Regions from separate parts of the Ovis aries genome. Here region 1 is linked to region 2. The links are chromatin contacts, called in public Hi-C maps. All regions are on one chromosome and are shown on one strand. The core of a region is the stretch at or near the end of the contact, and the rest is flanking DNA. Distances in the headings are between cores, read along the strand shown. Region 1 has its middle 4.3 kb from the start of RESP18. Region 2 holds the start of NHEJ1 (non-homologous end joining factor 1).

What was found. Hi-C and Micro-C count contacts between places; a contact is called where the count stands out from the background.
Region 1: a contact with region 2 is called in a Hi-C map of hypothalamus, with 3 times the contacts expected there. The contact joins the enhancer-like site here to the promoter of NHEJ1 in region 2. A contact is called at or near these places in 6 of 16 Hi-C or Micro-C datasets (blood, hypothalamus, liver and 2 more).

What each region holds. Positions count from the first base shown.
Region 1 is chr2:221,278,197-221,280,896 of ARS-UI_Ramb_v3.0, reverse strand. No RefSeq gene overlaps it. Among named protein-coding and RNA genes, the nearest start is that of RESP18, 4.3 kb to the right of the region's middle. Within about 2 kb of position 1,381, at least 2 of the 54 cell types and tissues checked have an H3K27ac peak or open chromatin away from gene starts, as enhancers often do. A contact at or near this core is called in hypothalamus, where this site is marked.
Region 2 is chr2:221,113,087-221,115,786 of ARS-UI_Ramb_v3.0, reverse strand. It overlaps NHEJ1 (non-homologous end joining factor 1), which reads left to right and starts at 1,266. Exons shown (of 8, transcript XM_012146435.4): 1 at 1,266-1,345. It overlaps SLC23A3 (solute carrier family 23 member 3), which reads left to right. Exons shown (of 12, transcript XM_042244257.2): 12 at 1-401.

The DNA of each region.
Region 1 (2,700 bases), core at 132-2,631, 160 kb before region 2:
CTAAGGACATAGCTAAACATAACCCTCAGCCTATTTCTCTATATCTAGTTCTTATTAACTAGGTTGACCCCAATCACCCACCTTGCTTTTTCCCATCATGCATTCACTGTGCCTGGCCACTGCAGTGCATGGTTCCTGCCTCAAGGCAGTTGAAGGCTAGTCAGGGAAGAGAGTCATAGATACAACATATTCATACAATAGCTGTGTAGCTGACCCCGTAGAAGCTCTGTTTGCTGTCCCCTGGCCTATCTCTGTGCTCACATGTAGGTGCAAGTGAGGGGTGTCTTCATGTGCTGACAGCCTCCCACCTCAAGTCATGGGACTCTTCTCATCTAGTGGATTTTCTGGAATGCCTGGGGAAGTTGCTTACCTATGCTCAAGACAGGCTTGAAATATTTGGGGATTAACACCCTCTGGGGCTGCCCTCAACCAATTAAAGACTTAATTTAGTGGATAAATGTTCCAGTATATCGTTCCCTTGGTGGGAGTCAATCTGAAATAAGTTCTACACAGATCTTCAGGGATCCCCAGCAAGGTTCACTCCAGTTGCTGACTGTGATGATTAATTTTCTGTGTCAATTTAACTGGGCTAAGGGATGCCCAGACAGCTAGGAAAACATTGTTTCTAAGTGTGCCTGTGAAAGTGTCTCTGGAAGAGATTAGAATTTGATATCAGCAGATTGAGTGAAGAATGCCAATGCAGGGAATTCAAGTTCAATTCCCGGTCAGGGAACTAAGATCCCACGTGCCCTGAGACAACTAAGCCTGTGCCTGGTAACTAGAGAGTCCTAGTGTTGCAGCTACTGGGCTTTCATGCTCTAGAGCCCACGCCCTGCAACAAGAGAAGCCTGAGCAGAGCAATGAAGACTCTGTGCAGTCAGAAAAGAGAGAGAGGTGAAGAAGACCGCCCATGCGGGTAGGCACCATCCAATTCATAGAGGATCTTAATAGAATAAAAAGATGGAGGAAGGGCAAATTTTCTCTCTCTGCTTGAGCTAAGATGTCCATTTTCTCCTGTCCCTGTATGTCATAGTAAAGAATACTAGTTCCTACACAAAGGGCAGAAGAAAGTCACCAGAGGTTTTAAGGAAATGAATAGAATGATGATGTAAAAATTTTAAAAGACTATCCTAGCACAGCTGGAGAATGTACTGAGAGAGGGCAAGAGTAGAACAGATATATCTGCTAGGAAGTATTGTTTCAGCTCAAGGGATGCTCTGGAGGCTTGGACTGGGCAACTGCACAAGGCTGAGCACTTCTAGCTGGCCATGAACTCTACCCAGAGGAGCTTGAGCCTCAGGGGGAATCCAGACCCGCACACCCACCAAGGGAACAGCTTCTGACTCCTGTCACCATGGCAACTGTGCTTCCTTCGCCCAGATCGGTTGCTAGGGTAACATATCAGCACTGAGTGACTGAGCCCCGTGATAAGAACTGGTTACCATGGTGTAAGGTCTGCAAACAAGAATCTGCTGTTCTCCAGGTGAGGGTCCTTGACTGGGTCTAAAACAAAGGGAAAATCAAGAGGCTGGAGAGAAGATCAAACACAGAAGCCAAGGTGAGGCCAGTTTGTGGGGCAGGTGCTGACTCACTGGTGCCTTAGGGCTTGCGCAAATCAGGACTGTTATTAGAGCCTGTTCTTTATTGGGGAAGGAGGAATTTACATTTTAGAGGGGGAGTGATACAGCACATATACACACAAATTGAGAATCCCAAGTTTCCTACCATTTTAGGGTTTCTTTGAACTATTTCTTTCTCCAAGCAAAACTTTGCAGCTAACTGAAGCATTTCTGTCCTCCCCACCCCGAGCCACCTTGCTATCTACAGGGGCAGTTCTAGGACAGCCTGTTTTTGAAATTTTTAAGTCATATGAAGCGTGTTCTCAGGCCACATTGAAATTAAAAAATAAATAAATAACCAAAAAACCTTTAAAAATCCCCTATAGCAACATCCTTCTAAATAATCCATAGGTCCAAGGAGTCACAAGAAAAATTAGAAAACATTAATCATTGATAGTCAAAACATGAAAAACTAATGCTTAAAGGGAAATGTATAGATCCGCATGCCTTTATTGCAAAGAAGAAAATATTTAAATCAATGATCTAAGCTACCAACTCAAGAAGTTAGGAAACAATAAGTGAAACTCAAAAAAATAGAAGGAAATAATAATAAAGAATGGATATCAATAAAATGAGCAAACCACAGAGAAAAAGCAATAGGACCAAAAGCCAGTTCTTTAAAATGATCGATAATATTTATCTCTAGCTACACTGATGAATAAAAAGACAGAAAAATACAAAGTATCAAAATCAGGAATTTAAAAAGTGAAATCACTTCAAATTTCTACAGCTATTTAAAGGATAATAAAGAAATATGAATATCTTTTATACTAACAAATGTGATAGCTTAAATGTTGTGAATAAATTTTTTGAAAAATTCAAGTTCCCAAAAGAGATGTGAAAAGAATAGAATATCTGAACAGCTAAAGAAATTAAAATTGTAGTAAAACTTATTCACAAAGAAATTCTAACTCCATACACTCAGAAAAATAATATCAATCATAGAGAAACTCTGCTGGAGAGGGTGTGGAGAAGCCTCCTACACTGTTGGTGGAAGTGTAAATTGGAACAGCCACTAGAGAGGACAGTATGGAGGTTCCTTAAAATATTAAAAATAGAGCTACCATGCGTGCACACATGC
Region 2 (2,700 bases), core at 17-2,516:
TTGCCTTTTCCTTTCTTAGTTAGGCCTGTTCCAGAGCAGGGGCTGTGAATGAATGAGTGATATTTTGCCTGTGAATGATCTATACTCGAACCCTAGCATTCACTTAACTGATATTTATTATCTCCTATGTGTAAGGTCCTGGAAATATAGATATGGATAAGACAGGGTCCCTCCCCTCTCAAATACTTATGATTTAAAAAGACATGTAATTACTGGACTTCCCTGGAAGTCCAAGCTTCCAGTGCAAAGGGTGTGGATTCCATCCCTGGTTGGGGAACTACTAAGATCCAGTAAGCTTTGTGGTACATCAAAAAAACAACAACAATAAAAAACATGTAATTACTAACTAAAATCCAAAGTGGAAGTCAGTCTTCAATAAAGATTAAAAGAATGCTATGGGAGCAAAGAGTAAGAAACAATGAATTCTGATTGGGGATAGTGGGAAAGACTTTACATAGAAGCAGCACTGGGGCTGGCCTTAACAAGAGGACTTTGGGTTGTGGAACATGGATGAGAATTTTTCAGACTTGGGTGTCCAGATGGAGCAAAACTGTAAGTTACACAAGGTACAAGATGAGTTGGATTGGTGATGGAGCATACGTATGGTGGTGGATGGAGGGAGAAAGCAGGCAGGAAGGTACAAGACAAGGTCAGACCAGGGGAGGTATGCCTGGGAGACTCATCTCTTAAACAACCAGAGTGCTGGTGGGACCCAAGAGAGAATATCTAGTGACGTTCAATCCCCTCATTTTATTTAAAAATAAAACAACAAAAAAGACACGTAGGGTAGGGAAATTTGACTTTCGGTTTTTCAACAAATTCAAATTCGTGGTCCTTCTTCCTGCATTTCGTCTGGCATTCTTTCTACTCTGCCAGGGCAACTCTGCTGTGCTGAGCTTAGTTGCTTAGTCGTGTCCGATTCTTTGCGACTCTATGGATTGTATCCAGCCAGGCTCCTCTGTCCATGGGGATTCTCCAGGCAAGGATACAGGAGTCGGTTGCCATGCCCTCCTCCAGGGGATGCATCTTCCCAACCCTGGTATCCCGCATTGCAGGCGAATTCTTTACTATCTGAGCCTCCAGGGACGCAGGGCAACTCTAAAGTGCGCCTTTTTCCTTCTACCCACCTACCAGGGCCCCGGTAGCCCTCCGGCTCCGAGCACTCCAGTTATCAGCTCCCGGGGCCCAGATGCCCCGCCCACATCAGGCCTGGGCTCCGCCCCAGTGTCCCAAGACCCCACCTCCCTGTAGTGGGGGTGGGAAATGCTTCTACTCTAGGCCTTTTCGTTGGCGCGGGCGGGCCAGCCTGCCGCGGGGAGGGTGAGAGCTCTCTCGGCCGCTCACGGTAGGTGGGGTCGAGCTGTAATCCGGGCCAGGGCCAGGGCTAGGCAGCGAAAGACATCTCGGGCCCTGCGGGCTGGTCCTGGCAATAGCGCCTCCTCCCCCCAAGTGTCCTGCCAGGAGGGACCCGCGCGCGGCCAAGGTTCTGGGCCAGGCCTCCGGGGATGGGCGGGGGTGGTGGTGGCAGGGGCCGCGCGTGCGCAGCTCGCCTCCCGGCCGCGGGGCGGGGTTTGTGGAGGTACTCCCAGCCGGCAACTTGCTGCGATGAAGCAGCCGGTTTTTGGCCTTGTTGCCGCTTGGGGAGTCCGGAGCCGCGCCTCAAGCAGCCGGCTCTGTAAAAATAGAAACACGGACTGGAAGGCCTTTCTCGCGAGGGCGAATGGAAACTGGCTGCCACCAGGCGGGGCTCCTGGGGTGGGGCTGTGGTAAAGGGAGGGAGGGTCCGCCCTCTCCCAGAGGGATGAGGCGGGGCAGAGTCTAGCCCGGACAGTCTTTGGCGTTCTGCTGTCCTCTGCAGGATGGCGGAGGAACTGCGCCTAGAGGGCTCATCCCGACTCGCTTTAGGCAACCCCACTCCGCTGTTGGCACTCCGCTGTTGGCCCTCCACACTTCCCCTCCCTTCATTCAGTAATTGTAACAGGTGTACATTTGACTTCCCTCAAAGCTCAGTGACACGACTGAGCGACTTCACTTTCACTTTTGAGAAGGAAATGGCAACCCACTCCAGTGTTCTTGCCTGGAGAATCCCAGGGACGGGGGAGCCTGGTGGGCTGCCGTCTATGGGGTCGCACAGAGTCGGGCAGGACTGAAGCGACTTAGCAGCAGCAGCATAGCTCAGTAGGTAAAGAATCTACCTGCAATGCTGGAGACCCGGGTTCGACTCCTGGGTCGGGAGGATCCCCTGGAGAAGGAAATAGCAACCCACTCCAGTATTCTTGCCTGGAGAATCCCGTGGACAGAGGAGCCTGGCAGGCTACAGACCCTGGGGTCGCAAGAGTTGGACACGACTTAGCAACTAAACCACCACCACCACACTTGAAGCTAATATAATATTGTAAATCAGCTATACTTCAATAAAAAATTATTAGAAGAAAAGAAAAGAAAAATAAACGGGTGAATCTGGTTAATGTGAAGTCATCCTGGAAGGAAATAAGAAAAAGCTGAGATATAGATCTCAGAACTGGACGTGTGTGGTGAGAGCAGCTTACTCTAGGTGTGGTGCTGAATTTCTCAAACCTTTTTGGGGGGCTTTTTGACCCCCCCAGCTGCATTTTAAACTCCTCCCCCACCCACAAAACACCATACAGTGTGAGGGTCTTGAGCATCCAGGCTTTCTAAAGTGACAGGCTCAGATAATCA